Linked DNA regions of Rattus norvegicus: regions 2 and 3 are each linked to region 1. A link is a contact called in public Hi-C data. All regions are on one chromosome and are shown on one strand. The core of a region is the stretch at or near the end of the contact, and the rest is flanking DNA. Distances in the headings are between cores, read along the strand shown. Region 1 holds the start of Rnd3 (Rho family GTPase 3). Region 2 has its middle 140 kb from the start of Rnd3. Region 3 has its middle 240 kb from the start of Rnd3.

Region 1 (4,345 bases), core at 1,667-4,166:
CCGGCATTCCTAGGAGCCCACCCATCCCCCTTCCTTATCCAAATAGTCTCATTCCTAAATCCACCAGGAAGCCCGGCTCAGCCCAGAATCTGGCTCGGTTTGCAGACTGTGAGAACCTCAGCACGGGACGCCAGATCCTCTGAGACCAGGAGCTGGGAACCAACATCCTGGGAAACAAACAAACAAAAAAATTCTGCCTGTCCAGTACACTAAAGCCAAGAACCATAGCTGGGAGAGACCTTGCACATTATCCAGCTCAACGGTCTGTCCTCTCTTTACAGATGATGAAAATGAGACCCAGGGAGGTAGAGGATTTGCACACAGAAAATCCCCGGTAACCAGGAGCTAAGATTGAAACACAGCTTTGTATCAAAGAGTGTATCAGACCCACTGCCCCACTCCACCCCTAAATAATTCTTCTCGAGTATAAATCTAAACTGGGCTGGGTGGGAGAGAGGTGGGTGCTGGTGCTAATTGTTGGTATCACACCAGCTGTCCGGCATGACAATTACTATAATATGTCTGAGAACCGGAGCCTAATAAAATACTAGACTATGTAATAATTCTGATGATAGAAACTAGTAATAAGCCACTAGAATTCCATCAACACTTTCTCTATAGTATCAAGATTGCGTATGTAATCTCAACGACAAAAAACACAAAACGCCCTTGGCGCAGCTCAAGGAAAAGCTTGACTCTCCTCTCCAGAGGGAAACTGGATCCATCCTTCTCACTGCAGCAGTCTGAGCATCTGGCACCGACCGTGAGAGGCGCCAGTGCAAGAGTTCCCTCTAGTCTTTCTTCTAGCCTTTGTGCTGGAGGCTGCCTCTGGAGACCTTGTGAGTCTGGCCCCTTCCTCCCACCGTCTAATCCCCCAAGTCCCTCAGAGGTTCCAGCGCAGGGTGTGGGAAGCTCGCTGAAGCTCCACGAGGCCACTCCCAGTTGAGCACTGCTCCACCTCGGGCCACCCCGCCTGACAGCAACCCTGCGTGTTGGCGCTTGTGCGCTCCCTCCTCGCCAGTTTCGCCTGAATCTGTCTGGCAGCCCAGCTCCCCACCAGCACCGGCCTTTCCCCTCCCAAATTGGTAGCTTCTACTCCGCTCGAGAAGGTATGGTCTCCACTAACAGTAGGCGTTCTCCTGAGGAGCCTCTGGCCAGGCTTGCTAGAGCTTGGATACCAAGGGGTGCTCAGTCCTCAGTCCACACTGTCCCTGCTCCGAACTCAGCCGGGGATGACAGCCTTCCCGCCCGCGGAGATCTGCCCTCCCCACCACCCTGTGCCACGTTGGTGGGTGGGCGCATGGGAAGGCAACAACCCGGCCTTGAACCTTAGACCTCTGGACAGAACCCACCAAGGCGTCAATAATTCAAGTAGACAGGAAGGTCAAAGGCGAGGGGGTGCTGCCTGCGGCCCTGCAGGCGGGCGAGACAGAGGCAAAGGCAAAGGGGTAGGGAGTGGTATGTATGTTCGAAGAGCTGGCACAGAGTGATCCCCCGGCGCCCGCAGAAGCCGCTCTGCGCCGGTGACACTGAGGCTGCGGGGGCGGAGGCCCCGCGGTGGCCGCTGCCGGCACCACCAGCGCATTCCTGAGAGTAGGCGTCACGGGCGCTGGCTCCGGCCATTCACCCATCTCCCCCAGCCCGGAACCCGCATGCAACCCGAGGGTTTCGAGGATCTTCTCCCAGCTCAGCCTGCTCCCCTGCCCCGAGACCAGATGGCTGATAACACCCACGAGGGGCTTCCTGGGCGAGCCGGAGGGTTCCACGGTGCTCTGCATGCTCCAGCACTGAGCCACCCTGGCGGCTCGCTCCGGCACTGCCCCAAGGAAGGACAAAACAAGGCCATGCGGCCACCAGAGGCTCCTCCAGCAGGGTCACCCCGGACATATAGCGTCCTCCTGTCCCTAAGACCACAATCACCCCCATTGCCGCCCCTGCCCAGAAAGGATAACATTTTTCCGCGGCTTGGGGACTGGAAGTCCCTCAAGGAGCCACGATAGCAGACAGGGCATCGGATCCCGAGCCCAGGGGCGCACCGGTTCAGACTGCCACGCGGTGTGCTGAGTCTTACCTGAAGTGTCCCACAGGCTCAACTCTATTCTTTGTGTGTCGATTTCAAAACTGGCAGTGTAATTCTCAAACACCGTAGGGACGTAATTCTGGACGAACGAAAGGGACAGAAGAGGAAGGAAGGGTGGCAAAGAGATTATTAAAAATATGACCGGCATATCGAACACTTGAAAAACACCCAAGCCACCAATTAAAAAACCTCCACCAACAACCAACCGCACACTCCCTACACAGTAAACGCGCAGCCCCCTCCCGAGAGTCACCCAGGTCTCCCCACCCGGCCTCCCACACTGAAACCAGCAAGTTTCTGGGGCCAAGAGCCCAGGATGCTGGCGGGTTCCAGCCTAGAGGCTTCCAGGACACTTTCGCTTCCCAGCAGTGTGACGGTAGAGACAGGCTGGGCATGAGAAAGACTTTCAAGAAGAAAATCAGTGAAGCAAGAGAAACGACGCTGTCCCCAGACTGGGAACCCCATCAGCCACCCCCCTCAAAGAGGTACGGGTCACACTCACTTCGGGGAAGCAGTCCTTTGCGAAGACGTGGAGCAGCGCGGTTTTCCCACACTGGCTGTCGCCCACCACTACTATCTTGCATTTCACGTTCTGATTAGGATCCATGATAGATTTACTGGATAATTTCTGGCTGGCTCTTCTCTCCTTCATTGATGTTGCCTTATTTTCTCTTGGAACAGGAATTTTTCTCTTTAGAAGAAAAAAATATATATACTTCTCTCTATAAAAAGCGGATATAAAAATAAATCGCAAGGCCGGAGGGAACCCCTTAAGCGCAGCGGAGTTGGAGGAGGAGAGGCAGCGGCTCTTTACTCCTCTCCAACAAGTTTTCTGCCTGACTCCGTGAATCTCTTCCCAAGTCCAATTCCGATCGGTCTGCTTTGTTTCACGCTCTCTGCGCGGCTTTATACGCCCAGCCTTCCAATCCGCTCCGCTTTCTCAATGAGAGAAGGAAACTGATCCGCCTCCTCCCCTTTTATGGAGCCTGGGAGCCAGCGCGACCGCCTCGTTGGCGGAAAGTGTAAGCAGCGCGCCCTCTAGGGTGGCGTGCAGGATGGCTTCCAGACCTAGGTTCTGGCATAACCTGAAGGCGCCAGGCAGGATTTGCTGATGGATAGATTGTTCAGGACCGGGGTGACGGGGAGCGGGTATCTGTGCACATTGAATTTGCCCTGGAATTCCTTTCAAATTGCTTTCGAAGGGGCGCGTCTCCAGAAGCCTCGTCATTATTTGTGAACATTAAAAAAATATTTCCCAATCAAATTATAAAACAGAAGTAAATCTTGGATGGGAAAAGGCTAAACTAAGTTGTTGCACCAAACCCAAAACCTAATATTTTTAAAAAAATGTTGTGTCAGGTACATAGCTGGGTTATTTTAGACATCAGAACTGGTTTTCCTTGATCTTTGTAGAGGACTGGCTTTTGAAACTTGTCATTTTCAGCCACTTCAGAGGGGGCCGAAGGCTCTGGGGAATATGACAAGGTGAATGGGGGAGGGGGAGAGAAAAACCTTAGATGACAAAAACTATTGGAAACCCTGCCCCAACTGTCACTTTCACTGTGGGGACTCTGGAACCAGGGGTCTAAGCGTTCTTTGCTCCCTTGAGCTGTACCCTCCTTTGCCCAGGAATCAAGGCATTGGTCTTAAAAAGCACACATAACCATAGTTGAAAATTCAGGAACTCCCCTCCTCCACTCAGGTACTCCAGTCGTTCCGAGTCTCCCTTTCAGCAAGAGACAAACATAAAGACTGTTTGTTCTCTCGTTTTCTGAGAACAGTGTCTTTGTTGCCTGTCACCCCAATAGCCAGGAGGCTTCAGTTATTAAATTTATAGTGACGGTGTCTGGGAAGATAGTTCAGTCTGTGAAGGGCTTGGTCTGCAAGCACGACTTGATTTTCACCCCTAGCACCCATATAAGGAGGCATTCCTGACAGACTCAGAGGATCCCTAGGGCTTGCTAGGCAGCCAACCCAGTCAAACTGAGGAACTTAGGATTCAGTGAGAGACCATAACTCAAAATTAATGTAAAGAGAAATTGAGGGAGATACCTAGTGCCAACCTCTGTCTTCCACACATATACTAAACACACACACACACACACACACACACACACACACACACACACACACACCTTTAAGGAAAGTATAGGGACTGAATGTGTAGCGAATTACTAGGGGACCTAGAATGCTATCTTATTTCAGACCTGAGAACCTTGGAGTCTTCCCCTAAAGGACAACCCTGGCTTTATCTTTGTGGACAGG
Region 2 (4,057 bases), core at 284-2,783, 140 kb after region 1:
GAGAGAGAGAGAGAGAGAGAGAGAGAGAGAGAGAGAGAGACCATACCCATTACACATTCAGGCCAGGAGAGGATGTTGGATTTTCTAATCCCACAGCAGAACAGAAAGCACTCTTAGCAACTCTTTCATCGCTTCTCTAACTTGCAGAAATTCACTAGGCAAATATTCAGGGTTTTATTCTCAGACATTCTTGCGTACGGTGTTGAGAAGCTAAGCACTAAACTGAAAGTACCATTTTCATATAGAAGTGCCTGATTTGTCTCTCAGTTTCCTTCTAATACCTGAGATTTTAATGATTCTCCAATGTCTGATTCTGTCTCCCTGACCTACAGATCCTGAGACAGTGACCTTACAGAATTTGAAGATGAACCAAATCCATAAAAATCTATTTGAATGGCAGGGTTTCTCCTCTGGACAATACAGCTTCAGAGGAAAAGCTAAGTGAAGAGTTTTGAGGAGAGTGTTTTGAAGGGTGATCTGGAGGGGTGCCATCCTCTGTAGGATGCTTGCAATTGTGTAGCCATGGTAACCTCATCCTCCACCTGAGTGAGTGGAAGGTGTTCCTCTGAGACTTCCTTTTTGTCCTTCTCTTGAACAATAGGCGTCAAGCATTATTTCTCAGATCTAGAAACAAGCCTAGACATCTGTAAAGTGAGGGTCGTGTTATACTCTTTTAGGCTATCCTGGATTGAATGACGTCTCTCCAAATTTAAGTCATCCTTGAGTTTCAGAAGGTAACCTTATTTAGAAATAAGTATAATTAGTTAAGATGAGGTCATGCAGGATTCAAGTGGGCTGTGAATCCAAGGAGTGAGTGTTGACATTAAAAAAGGACATAAAGACATACTGGAAAGGAAGCCACATGAAGACTGAAGTAGAGTCAAGCCTTCAACAACTCAAACAGACAAGAAGAGTGCTGTGCCTAGAAGCTTGGGACTGCTATTCATTTTCTTTTAGGGTTGGCCTTTAGAACTGTGAGAGAATATGTTTCCTACTGTTGTCTCAGGAGTGACATATAGGTTATTATTATTAAGTCATCTTGTAACAACAGGGCTAAAGAGCTGATATCTGTTAGTGCCCTAAATTATGAAAGGGACTAATGTGGGCCGGGAGGGGTTCCATAACAAAATGCTTGCTTACTGTGGTGCCAGACGAGCCAGGTTTCCCCTCTATCAGGAGTCCCTGCCCTGTAAGAAGACTTACAAACTCAAAACTGCCCACTTGGCCTGCCCACACGCATCCCTCTGGGCTTCTCCCTCACCTGCCTTTTCATCACAACACTCTGCCAAAATCGGATCACACAGTCTTCCTGTTTAAACTGGTGAGGTTTTTTTCAGTGACATCAGACAAGGCAGAAATGGCTGGAAGTTTCTGCCATGCTAGATTAGCAGCACATGGGTGAATCAAGCTCATACATTATTCAGAGAGGAAAAAAATGGGGGCTTTGAGTGAACTTTGGAGGAATCGGAAGCTCTTCCCGAGGAGAGTGCCCTATTGTTCTGCCTCATAGCACACTCAGAGAGCAAGCGGCATTCCTTACAGCAGAGCTAATGGCGCACACCCAGACGCTGTGGTGAACTGGCCAGCAGAAGTCTTCTGTGAGCTCTGGAACCCTGCAGTCCACAAAAGGCAGCTACAACAGTCCCCCCTGAAACCTACACAACCCCACTTTCCTACCTAGTGTATTTGAGAAAATCTAGTGATGGAATATCTCATTTAATACCCTGTCAATGCTTACAACTCTCATTTATGCTGAATTTAAGGTATTCTTTTTCCTGGCATCTTCTTAGCTTACATTTTCCCCAGGTTAAATAAACAACAACAACAACAACAACAACAACAACAAAAAACTCAAACACACAGTTAATTCCAGTTATAGGAAAGCAAACAAGAAAGGGGCGGGGGAAGAAAGAACTATTGGAAAGCAGAGAAGACAGACACATAGAGTGTGGTTAAAGGGTGGAGGAGCAATAGAGAGGAGAATGGCAGGAACACCTGATCTAGCCAGGGAATTGTCAGGGGCCTCTAATTAGAGAGGGGAAGGGAAATAAATACAGGCGGGCAAACATCTGAAAAGGTCATACTAAATCATACTGTTACCTATCTAAATATTAAAACCTTATAAGATATGTAAGTCTTTGTAACAATATACATATATACTTTAAATGAGATTTTGTCATCTGCCCAAAAAAGCTCCCTCCAAGAGCCAAAGACCATCTAACAAAACTCCCAACACCAGGCATGAGAAGTTCTTTCGAGTTTTTGTCAATGTCTCCTCCCCAAGAGCCAGTTTTCATGGTAACAAAGGGTGCCAACATAGGGAAATAACTACAAGGGCGCAGTAGTGGCACACACACCTTGGCAGTAACCAACAGCTCTCTAATTGGACTTAAGATCTGTTCAACAATAGGTAAACCAAGCCTAGCACTAGAAACCAAGCTAATTACTCAGTGCTAGTAAAGTCATGGCTACTAGGTTACTATTCAACCACTAACTTACTAAGCCAGGACAGTTCTTAACTATACTCAAACATTTCTCCTAATATCAACAGGTAAGTCTATCCCTTGTGCCTCATCAAGAGACCTTCTCTTTGCAACAGACTGAGACCATTACAGAAAACCAAAACTAATCAACTTACAAAGGTATGGAGTCGAGTTCTTGAGGTTACATTATAGTGCAACTTCTGCATCTAAGGCCTCTCATTATAGTAGAGAGGGTGGAAATATTGTAGGAACCAGAGGAACAGGGAGTTTGCTGTGAGGTTGTGTCTCCCAGGCATGTCAGAAGCTATGACCATAAAGTTTCATCAGCATGGCAGCCTTTATAAACTTGAGCGGAACAAGAACAACAATAGGCACGCCAAAGTAGAAAGGTGTAAAGACCCAAAGATGTCAAGCCCACACGAAGAACTATAGACAACTAAGGAATGCTGGCAGTGGGAGAGCCAGTCTTCCTCAGGAGAGCACACCAATACCAAATGGTCAGCCCTGAAAACATACATACAGATCACACTGTATAGGGTGCCACAATTCTCTCACTGATTCCCAGGCCAAGGAAAGCAAGACAAGACTGTGTTTTCAACTAACCATTACGTTTTATGGTAGGTATTTTAACAATTTTGTCTTGTGTTACATCTTCGGGAAGACTTACATACTTCCTGGGGTTTTATAACCATGAGCTTTTGGAAACCAACCTTGTCAGGGCTGCTGTAATTTTCAGAGTTGATAGAGGAAAGGAAATGTAAAAGATGCACTGGTGAGACAGATGGTGAGGTTGCCTTAGATTGCTTTCTATGACTGTGATAAACGCCATTCCCCAAAGCACCTTGGAGACAAAAGAATGTATTTGGTTTCCATTTAAAAGAGAAGTCATGACGAAATCTCAGTCAGTGCAGGAACCCAGAGCCATAACTGAAGCAGAGATCATGTAGGAACACTGCTTACTGGCTTAATCCCATGGTGAAGGACTCAGCCTGCTTTCTTCTAAAACGCAGGACCTCCTGTGCAAGGGTGGTATCACCCTTGATTAATATAGGAAGTTGAACCTTCCTCCATTGATTAGAAATTAAGAAAAGTCCCCCAAAACATGCCTACAGGCCAATCTAATGAAGGTAATTTCCCAGTCAAGTGTCCTTCTTCCTAGGTGTGTCACACTGACAGTGTAAGCTAACTATGATAGAATTATAAATTAGTGTTTGATTTAGAGCAATACTATCTTAAATGTAACCTGAGATGAATTGGAGGGTGGGCCAAGTTTTTTATTTTTTCAGGTTGCCTGCACACATGAACTAAACACTGTTTACATTGTAGAAGAAAATACCAAGGACCAATAAAAGAGTTATATAACACTGAATATTTCTCTTTGAACATTTATTAAATTTGGTTCTCTGAATAGGATCTTCTATAATGGAGATTAGAAACAAATGACTATACGCACCACTCAATCAGCTTTTAAGGGGTGTAAGGAAACCTATTATGTGAATGTTAATACCTTTGCAGTCAGTCCAGCTGCCCAGGGTCTGATACTATTCAGTAATACAGTAATGTAGGTAAGTTAA
Region 3 (4,177 bases), core at 961-3,460, 240 kb after region 1:
ATGAAACTTATCATGGTTGGTCCTAGCTCAGGCTCCGGCTATGACTCTAGCAATATATAAATTAGCGATAGTAATAGCTATCCTTTAACATTATTTTGAGGAGTGTTTTGCAACCTTTTTGGTGCTTTGAGAAAATGCCATGATCAAGGCTACTTAAATAACAATAAAATTATTAATAATAACAATAATATAATAACAACAACAATAATGATGGTGATGGTAATTTCTTTTAGCTTACAGTTCCAGACAATTAGGATTCATAATCACAGAGACAACATGGTAGCAAGAGACAGGCATGGCAGCTGCAGCAGAAAGCTGCAAGTTCACACCAGGAATAGTAAACCTTAAGCAGAGAGAGCAACCTTTAAGTAAATGAAGATCTTAAACCATAAAGTCCACACTTCCTCCATTAAGGGCTGTACCACCTAAACCTTCCCAAGCAATGACGTCAACTAGGGACCAAGTATTCAGCTGCCCAAGACGATGGGAGAACATCTCTCATTCAAACTGCAGCAAGTACTAAGTGCATAGTGTGTGCAAGTCATCTGAAAGGGCACCCAGGGGAGAGGAACAATATCTCAAGAGCAGAAGCAGGAGCCGTGTGCCTGGTAGATGAGAACATTCACATCACAGTTCCAGAGAACAAAGAACTCCAGGATCCATGAGTGATGCCCAAGAGCAAGTCAAGAGAAGAGAGTTGGCTGCAAGAGGAAACAGCGGGGCAGGGCAATTATGCTCAGCACCATGCCTAGCAGACAGAGCTCCCTTCCCTGCATCTGATTCAGGTGAAGCAAGAAAGCTTCCAAATTAGAAGAAGTTCTGAAAACAAGCCAAAGCTATCTCACTAATGGTTCTTCTTGACAAAGCAAAGCACAAGTGGGATGTTACACATTCCAGGAGAAAAACAGGTAAATGGTCAACTAAGTTCACATTTTCTATGCCTTAGAAGGGTAAGGATTTTAAATAGAAATTGTAGTGAATTATAAATAATATTTATTAATCTCTGTAAAAATTACCCCGTCCCTTAGTTTCTGCTGGGTTTGGATTTGGCCCTACCCTCTATGTCCCATAGAATCCAAACTGCAGATGTTGAAGCTCCTTACATAAAGTGAACGACCTTTGCATGTAATCTAGATGTATCCTCCCATATAATCTTCTATAAATGAATTATGATGCTTACTGTGTGCAAATGCTATGCTGTACTTTATTGTTTAGGAAAAAATCACAAAGAAATGTTTATGCATCACAAACAGCTTTATATTTTTCCAATATCTATAATCTGTTGTTGCTTGAATCTGACTGAACTCAAGCTGCAAAATCAGCTGTTCAACTGGACTCTAAACTCTCAGTGACCAGAGTACCAGGTCCTTGAACCATTGTTGTTGTCTTAGTCCACTGCTACATTTTATGGAAGCTGTGATTGTAGAGGCTCTGATGGTTCTCTTTAATTGTCAGTTTGACTCAGTCTATCACTGGGAAGAGAATCTCTAGGGGAAATTATCTAGATCAGACTGGCCTATGGCCATTCCTGTAGGAATTGTCTTGATTGTAAAAATTGAAGTAGGGAGACCTGCCCATTGTGAGGAGCTTGCCATTCTGGGCTATATTTAAAGGAGAAAAGGTAAGCTGAGCACAAGGATGTAGTCAGTCCTGTTTACCATGTACAATTACCTGGGGAAGGGAATCTCAAGGAGGAATTATCCAGATCATGTAAGTTGATGTCATTATGCAGGTGAAAGCAGAAAACCAGGCCTGTCATTGGACAAGAAGGAAGGATGGGCGGAAATAAAGTTTTAGAAAGAGGAGCCGGAGCAAACAGAAGGAGTAGGGAGAACATGGCGGCAGATGTTAAGATTCTTCTCTGAGCATAGATACAAGTTGTTATGAATATTTTTAAGGGATAGGTATGTACAGGATGTTGTGTTGTCTAGATGGGCAAATTATATCTTATCAATTGGGACAGAGGTTATTGTGTGGTGTGTTCTTTCATGTGGTGACTTAATAGAGTTCAAGAGAAGGGGCTGTGGCGGGATGCACCAGGTCTGCCACAGAATTGGCATGTGTATGACTGACATGGTAACAACCGGCCGAGGGAACTGGGAGTGAAAGCGGCATGGCAAGGTGCCACGCTTGAATGGCTTTTGGACCGCCCAGGTTAGAGCGTGGAGCCGCTGAGATAGTGGTGCCCCACAGTGCCATGTGGCCCGCGTGCCAGCACTAGAGATAAAAATACCCAGAAGTGCCATGCAGCCCCACAGGTGCCGGCACTAGCGTGGGTTTAAAGGTTACCAGATTTTTTAAATATTTACTGCAACAAGATCAGGTTGGCTTGAAATAATGCCCGTGGTCAATGGTCTTAGGAAGGTTCCACTAATGTGGAAAAATCTTCATGCTCTTCAGGGGACGCAACTGCTTTTTTCAGAGCTTGTGCTGTGCCTCTGCATTTATCTTTCCATTACTTCTCCACTCTGTCAAGACCATTCCCCCTTTTCTCTCTTTGAAACACTTTTTTCAATCTCTTTTCCTTCCATAGGTCCCCTCCCCCTACAGTTATCTCCTGTTACCATCATTCTCTGACCAAGAACTGTGAGCCAAAGCAAACACTTCTTACCTTACATTGCTTTTGTTGGATATTTTGTCAAAGCAACAAGAAAACTTCCCTAGCTTTCACTCCACATCTTCTATCAAAGTATGCTAAAGAAGTCTGAAGTGTGTTTATTCATTAACCAAAAAAAATTAATTCTCCTAGTTTGTCCAAGATCCTTTTTAAATTATGAGCACAGAGTGAAACCGTTATTTCTTGAACCTTAGAAAGTTATTGTGAGTTTAGGAATTGGAAAGAGATATGATGAAAGATGAATAGGGAGTGGAGGTATGGCCAGAGTTCCCATGGAATCTATTTTCAGGACATGTCTTACTTAAATTTCTGACAAAATGTCATTTTTAATGAAGAAGTATAAAGAAGTGTATGCAACGAAATGGACTCACATATGCGATATTTGATTTGAAACATCTCAATACTAAAGTGGAATGAGGTAGAGATACAAAGAGAGATGTAGGGACTGACACATGATAAAGCAGTCATAAAATGTCACTACGGTAGAGTCTAAGTGACATACACAACTGACACTGTAAAATTTATTTCCTTTCTGCTGTATGTTTTTAACTATTATTCATAATAAAATTGGTATAAATACTGTTTCCTGAATGTAAAGTATTTCATATAATGTATATACAAAAAGGTCAGTTACATTTTGAGAAAGTTTAATTATTTTCTCTATTTTGATTTACCTACTGTCAATTTGGGATATTTTGTTTTATACTGTCCCTTGTCTATTACACACATAACATGCACACGCGCACGTGAGCACACACACACACACACACACACACACGCACCACATATATAAACACACATTGAATAGCAGGTAGAAAATGACTTCTTTGCAAATTATATTTTTACTTTCTAAATTCTTCATAGATACTTTTTCATATTAAGTCACATAGGTCTATGCAATTCTCCAAAGGCACAAGTCATTTTATATTATGAATTACCTAATTTGTCTTACTACAATATATTGACACCAATTCAAACTATCTTCAGTTCATGGCTGCCAAAATCATTTATCATTTTTATGATAAATGTCTTGTGTAAGTGTCTTCAAATCTAGTAAATAAGTTGTCTAGAAATAGAATTTCTGGTCAGAGAGCCATATATATTTACATTTTGATTAGTTCTACCAGTTAATTTTCTCAGAAGGCTGGAGGGTTCCTGTTTTCTAGGTCACATGAGCCACAGCGGTTGTCAGGATCTGTTTTAGATGAAACAAGATTAAGGAATGGAGAGAATGCAGTATAAATGATGTAGTGAGACCACACAGTGTGTTTATGCCAGAGTATGGAAAGGAATGCAGATTTCTAATTTGTCCTATTTGCTACATCCTTTTTAGAACATATTGTAAAGACATTTTGCGAAAGTAACCGTTTTCTTTTTTCTATTGAAAATAAATTCTTCACTTATATTCTATATCCCAACAACAGATTTCCCCTCCTTACACTCCTCCCAGCTCCCTTCCAATCTCCCCTCTCCCCCAAGACCCACTCCCCCTTCTCCCACTCCCCTCTTTTCAAACAAGAGCAGGCCTCCAAGAGAGAACAACCAAATACAACAAAACAA

The links. Hi-C and Micro-C count contacts between places; a contact is called where the count stands out from the background.
Region 2: a contact with region 1 is called in a Hi-C map of Schwann cells, with 8 times the contacts expected there. The contact joins the enhancer-like site here to the promoter of Rnd3 in region 1. A contact is called at or near these places in 3 of 12 Hi-C or Micro-C datasets (Schwann cells, mammary epithelial cells and psoas muscle).
Region 3: a contact with region 1 is called in a Hi-C map of liver, with 2.5 times the contacts expected there. The contact joins the enhancer-like site here to the promoter of Rnd3 in region 1. A contact is called at or near these places in 2 of 12 Hi-C or Micro-C datasets (kidney and liver).

Annotation. Positions count from the first base shown.
Region 1 is chr3:55,995,578-55,999,922 of GRCr8, forward strand. Rnd3 (Rho family GTPase 3) reads right to left here and starts at 2,917. Exons shown (of 5, transcript NM_001007641.2): 1 at 2,583-2,917; 2 at 2,072-2,159. The coding sequence starts at 2,732.
Region 2 is chr3:56,134,123-56,138,179 of GRCr8, forward strand. No RefSeq gene overlaps it. Among named protein-coding and RNA genes, the nearest start is that of Rnd3, 140 kb to the left of the region's middle. Within about 2 kb of position 1,534, at least 6 of the 93 cell types and tissues checked have an H3K27ac peak or open chromatin away from gene starts, as enhancers often do. A contact at or near this core is called in Schwann cells, where this site is marked.
Region 3 is chr3:56,238,596-56,242,772 of GRCr8, forward strand. No RefSeq gene overlaps it. Among named protein-coding and RNA genes, the nearest start is that of Rnd3, 240 kb to the left of the region's middle. Within about 2 kb of position 2,211, at least 2 of the 93 cell types and tissues checked have an H3K27ac peak or open chromatin away from gene starts, as enhancers often do. A contact at or near this core is called in liver, where this site is marked.